Regions from separate parts of the Mus musculus genome. Here region 2 is linked to region 1. The links are chromatin contacts, called in public Hi-C maps. All regions are on one chromosome and are shown on one strand. Each heading gives the region's core, a stretch centred on a gene start, on an enhancer-like site or on the middle of the called end of the contact. The rest is flanking DNA. Distances are from core to core; before and after follow the strand shown. Region 1 has its middle 31 kb from the start of Tomm5. Region 2 overlaps Frmpd1 (FERM and PDZ domain containing 1).

The links. Hi-C and Micro-C count contacts between places; a contact is called where the count stands out from the background.
Region 2: a Hi-C map of the N1E-115 cell line shows a contact between it and region 1, with 1.7 times the contacts expected there. The contact joins two enhancer-like sites. A contact is called at or near these places in 1 of 15 datasets of contacts at CTCF or cohesin (large pre-B cells), 8 of 484 Hi-C or Micro-C datasets (the Ba/F3 cell line, the G1E-ER4 cell line, the N1E-115 cell line and 3 more), 4 of 115 datasets of contacts at active chromatin or transcription factors (embryonic basal ganglia, embryonic stem cells, stem cell-derived neural progenitor cells and 1 more) and 1 of 9 other capture datasets (embryonic stem cells).

The regions. Positions count from the first base shown.
Region 1 is chr4:45,137,452-45,140,151 of GRCm38.p6, forward strand. No RefSeq gene overlaps it. Among named protein-coding and RNA genes, the nearest start is that of Tomm5, 31 kb to the left of the region's middle. Within about 2 kb of position 1,305, at least 15 of the 459 cell types and tissues checked have an H3K27ac peak or open chromatin away from gene starts, as enhancers often do. A contact at or near this core is called in the N1E-115 cell line, where this site is marked.
Region 2 is chr4:45,269,903-45,272,602 of GRCm38.p6, forward strand. Frmpd1 (FERM and PDZ domain containing 1) reads left to right here. Exons shown (of 16, transcript NM_001081172.2): 9 at 1-117; 10 at 1,228-1,364. Among named protein-coding and RNA genes, the nearest start is that of Trmt10b, 26 kb to the right of the region's middle. Within about 2 kb of position 1,314, at least 43 of the 459 cell types and tissues checked have an H3K27ac peak or open chromatin away from gene starts, as enhancers often do. A contact at or near this core is called in the N1E-115 cell line, where this site is marked.

The DNA.
Region 1 (2,700 bases), core at 55-2,554:
CCCCCCCACACACACACACAGACTCAACACACATATACTGGGGTGGGGGCAGTGTTCATGAGCACAAGTAAATAAAATTTAATAAATATCCTTCCTTATATAAAGATCAGACCTCACCCAGAACCCTTGGTCACACTTGGGCAGCCCCTAAACTTTATGCTCTCCTCCAGTCCTTCCTAGAAGTGCTTGCCTGGAGAGACCTAAGGTCACTGGACAGTTGCTCTGTGATGGGTTCCAGAAGACCTCTGACTTTAGAACTCCCCAGGAGGGCCCATTCTTTGCATGCCTTGGAGCCTGGCGTGTTCTGAAATCTTCTCAGCCTGTGGGTGATGCTCCAGATGGTTGAGCTGGCAGGACAGGGTGGGGCCGTCCCAGCCAGCTCCAGGAAGGAAACCAAGTCTGTCCGCACCGACAGCTGCAGCCCAATTAAAATGGCACATGAGGCAACTCAGGCCTCTTCTAAGTAGCCACATAATGGGAGATAATGACAGGCTTGGGCAGGGTTGGCCTGTGACTTGAACTTGGATGACTTAGGTGACAGGGGTCAACCAGCAAGAATCAAACACCTGCAAAGCATAAATTCATACTTTGAAAGTGATTCCTTAATGTGGTTTCTTTTTCACAAACATTTATGAAACCCAGGCAGGAAACAGCACTGTGTATTATGGAAAACAACAGTTGGTCCCTATTGCTGTTTTTCACAGCTGAGGACAATCACCTTACACCTGGATAATTGAGATGGCCCCTCAATAGTCTCCCTGCTGTGTTCCAAGTCACAATCCATGCAAAACAGAGTTGGGCTTGTAAGTCACCCACTTTCTGCTCCCACAGCCCACACAGTAAATGCAGATATACTACCAGCATCAAAACCCCCATTATCCACCAGAATGAGTCTATGTGGGGCTTCCTCGTGTGCTGTCATATCATGGATCCCATACGCCAGCCCTGATGCTCTACCGCAAGCTCCCTCCATCATCAGTCTGACTCCTTCCCTATCTTCTTGCCTTCTTGAGTCTGCTAGGAAGCCTAGTGAAGTTTTATTTAGTCTCTGACTACAGGAACCTTGTTCAATGCTCATCTGGGATGCCACTCTTCCTCTCTGCCTCCTCTGAGGGTTGTACCTGTGCCCACAGCATCCTGCCCTGGACCATCAATCATGCCTTCTGGGCCACAGCTTGCTGTCTGCCTCCCCCAAGGAACTGGTCCTGGAACTGGCTTTGTTTTGTCGTTGGCCTTTCACACAGCTCAGCCTAGCACAGTGCTTACATGAAGTGAATTATACTGAATGGAATGGAGACGATAAGCCCAGCCCAAGGTGACTAATACAGGCTACGATGCCACCAGGGCTACGATGCCACCAGGGCTCTCCAGCACAGATCCAGAATTATAATTGAATTATAATTAAGGTCGGAGTGGGGATAAATTTTATTCCAATCAGGGAAGACTAAGAAAGGCTTCATTTTTCCCTTAGGGAAATGTTTTCTGCACCTCATCTTCTGTCCCTTGTAGCTCCTTCACTTGTAGCTACTGTGCTGTTCATAGCCCAGTATTGCAATCAAATGCTTATGTATGCATGCATACATTTTTATAAATGAGGTATCAATATGTTGTCCAGGTCAGCCTCAAACTCTTGGGATCAACTGATCTTCCTGCCTTAGCCATCTAAGTAGCTAGAATTCCAGGAGAAAGCTGATTACATATTTATTTTACTGATTTATCTACCAGACTAGAGGATCCCTGGGGGAAGGACCAGGCTTTTGTCCCTGTTATGTCCCTAGATCTGGTCTGGTGCAGGGGATGCAACAGGTTCTCAGGAAATGTTTGTGGGAGAGGAAGGAAGGAGAGATGTGTTTCTGCGGGGATGGCAGGTGCAGTCACATCGGCCCTGCCATACTGTCTCATGGGTTAGCTTGCAAGACTGAATGTGTTTGTTGGCTACCCAGCAGGGAGGGGGAAAGCCAGTGCTCCTAGATCCACTTGTCACTTTCATTCCCCACATCCAAGAACGGGCTCTGTGACATATTCCTTAATAAGGAGAGGATGGGGAGGCAGCTGGGTAGCTGGAAAGGAGGGCCATTGCGATTGTGAGTGGCTTCCCTTAAGACTAGGCAAATGCTGCTTAAGCAAAGGGAGTGCTTGGCAAAAAAGACCCCAAAGGCTTCCAGATGAGACTGCAATTCTGCCTTCCTCCCCTTCTGCACAGAGTGGCAGGATGGAAGTAGGACAGTCACTCTGCTTCCAGGTCAGAGCCTGCAACTCCATGGAAGCAGCCGTAGCGCTGACATCACCAGGAGCCAAGTGTGCTAGCAAGTGCACCTGCTAGGTGCTCAGGTGAAGGCATGGGTGCACCTGCTAGGTGCACAGGTGAAGGTAAGGGTGCACCTGCTAGGTGCACAGGTGAAGGCATGGGTGCACCTGCTAGGTACACAGGTGAAGGCAAGGGTGCACCTGCTAAGTGCACAGATGAAGGCATGGGTGCACCTGCTAGGTGCACAGGTGAAGGCAAGGGTGCACCTGCTAAGTGCACAGGTGAAGGCAAGGGTGCACCTGCTAAGTGCAGGTGGAGGCAAGGGTGCACCTGCTAAGTGCACAGGTGAAGGCATGAGTGCACCTGCTAGGTGCACAGGTGAAGGCAAGGGTGCACCTGCTAGGTGCACAGGTGAAGGCAAGGGTGCACCTGCTAGGTGCACAGGTGAAGGC
Region 2 (2,700 bases), core at 64-2,563, 130 kb after region 1:
GTAGAAAGGGAAGAATCCCAGGACTCCCGCTGCCTCTTCAGGGTGAGCTTTGTGCCCAAGGACCCCCTGGACCTGCTGAAAGAAGACCCTGTGGCATTTGAATATCTCTACCTTCAGGTGACCAGGCTGTGCTTCCTGGGGTGCCAGTGGCCTCAAGGACGCATCGCATAGTTGGGTTATTCTGGGTTGGTGGCAGCTAAAACAGCTCTCCCGAGGGATGGTCTCTTTCTAGAGAACAGTGGGTCTCATTATCCCTCCCCATTGTTCCTGCTCCAAGTTGCTGTAATGGGAGATTTGCAGTAGACTAATCAAATTTAGGCTTAGTCCTCAATGTAGATGATACACTTTTCTAATACTATTAAACGCTTTATCCTTTCCACTTTTATTGCAGGATGGGGCTTTAGTGCTGCAGAAACTCATGTTAGAGATGACGTAACCAGGTCTTAGAAGGGGAATGTGTCCGATGTCCCTACTTAGCAGTAGAGCCAAACCTGGTTTCTTTTCCTTCCTTCCTTCCTTCCTTCCTTCCTTCCTTCCTTCCTTCCTTCCTTCCTTCCTTCCTTCCTCTTGTTTTTTGAGGCATTATTTCTTCTGTATAGCCCTGGCTGTCCTAGAACTAGCTCTGTAGACCAGGCTGGCCTTGAAGATCCTCCTGACTCTGCGCCTGAGTCCTGGGATTAAAGGCATCTGCCACCATGCCCAGCTAGAAACCTGGTTTCTTGACTTCTAACTACGCCTTGTCCTCTATTGCCTAGAGTGAAATTACTTTCGTTATTTTTGTTTGGATGGGAAGAGTCGTCTGGGAGATGTCACCAGTTTACAGTCCACTGGGGTGTAAGGCTGGCCTAAGTCTTACAGAAATGGGGCTAGAAAATCGTAATAGCAGCCACCACACCACCAGTGCATTGTACTTGCTTAAGATAGCACTGTGTGATTTATGCTCACATTCCTGCATATAATCTTTTCTAAACCTCCCAGAAATCAAATAATACAGATCATATAGACAGTCAGTATGCGATTAACAATGGAAAACACTATACTTAGTCTGAATGTAACTCAGGTCACAGAGCCAAGTCCTCAGAGCTGGCTGCTGATCCTGCTGCTCTGACCGGAAAGAAGTGTGTGTGTGTGTGTGTGTGTGTGTGTGTGTGTGTGTGTGTGTGTGCGCGCGCGCTCGCGCAATGTGTATGCTCTTGTTGCCTAGCTGCTCTGTGTGATCTCTTGCAGAGCTGCAGTGATGTACTCCAGGAGCGCTTTGCTGTGGAGATGAAGTGCAACTCTGCCCTCCGGCTTGCAGCCCTGCACATCCAGGAGCGGATCTATGCCTGTGCCCAGCCACAGAAGATCTCTTTGAAGTACATAGAGTGAGTGGCAGGGGGTGGCAGCTGTGTCACATTTGGGACTGCTGGCTCCTAGCCAGGATGGCCAGACTCCAGAGAAAGCCGATACTCACCCATCTGCCTTTGTCTCTCTATCCATTTCCCTTTACCCAGCCTGGCTCCCTGTCTGGGTAGAAGCCATTTCCTCTTGCAGTTACACAGAGTCTCCTTGTAAATTTCCAGTCCCTGAAAGAATGTCTGAGGTCATCAGCTGACAACTTCTGAGGGCAGGGATGTCTTGGAAATTAATTTTCCCAACAGGTGTGAACCAATTGGCTATGGCATTATGCCTTCCTCCAAATGGGGGATGCTTCAAGTCCTACGATCCATGTTCCTCTCGATTCTTAGCTCAGAGAACTAATATCCGTTATGTTAAGCCCCTCCCCAGGTCTCTGCTCTAGCTTGTCTGGGTATCAAAATCAAATGGAGAAATCAGGTTTTAAAAATAGAACAGATCCCTGGTATAATGAGTCAAGGTGCAACTTTAGGGGGCTTCTGAGGCTTCTAGGCTAATAATGTTCTAAAGCTTAGCCTCAGGATTGGCAGGTGCGCTCTGTGGCAAGAGTGTTGAACCTAGCTCAGTGGCAGAGTGCTTGCGTAGCATACGCAAGGCCCTGAGTTTGTTCCCTAGCAGAGGGTACGAGACTTGTTCTTATATGTGGATGGTCACGCCACTTATTTTTGTTATTAAAAGGACTGAGAACAGGCCTATTGGAAGGCCTTGCAGGTAAAGGCCCCTGCATCCAAGCCTGAGTCTGAGTTCAGTCTCAGGACCCATATGGTAGGAAGAGAGAACCAATTCCCACAGGTTGTCCTCTGGTCACTACACATGTACACACTTGCTAAAATACAGCAGTTTGGGCTCCCCTTTTTAGAAGTTTAACTTAGTGTAGACACACAATATATGAATGAAATGGAATTTTAAATTAAAAGAAAGATGGAGAACTTCTGCTTTGATTCATGAAATATCCCACACCAAGACCAGTCATTTTCCAGACCAGTCAGGAGGTCCTAAATGCAGAATGTATATAATGTATATCATGTGTGTTTATGGGGAAAGCCCCTCACTCTGTCTCTCTCTCCTTTAATAGAGAGATATACAGATAGAGATAAGTGAAGATATGGACATTGTCTTAGTTCAGGCTTCATTGCTGTGAAGGGACGACATGACCAAGACAGTCTTATAAAGGAAAACATCTAATTGCCGCTGGTTTACAGATTCAGAGATTCAGTTCATTATTATCATCAGGGTGGAAAGCATGGCAACATACAGGCAGACATGGTGAAAGAAGAGGAGCTGAGAGTTCTACATCTTGTTCCA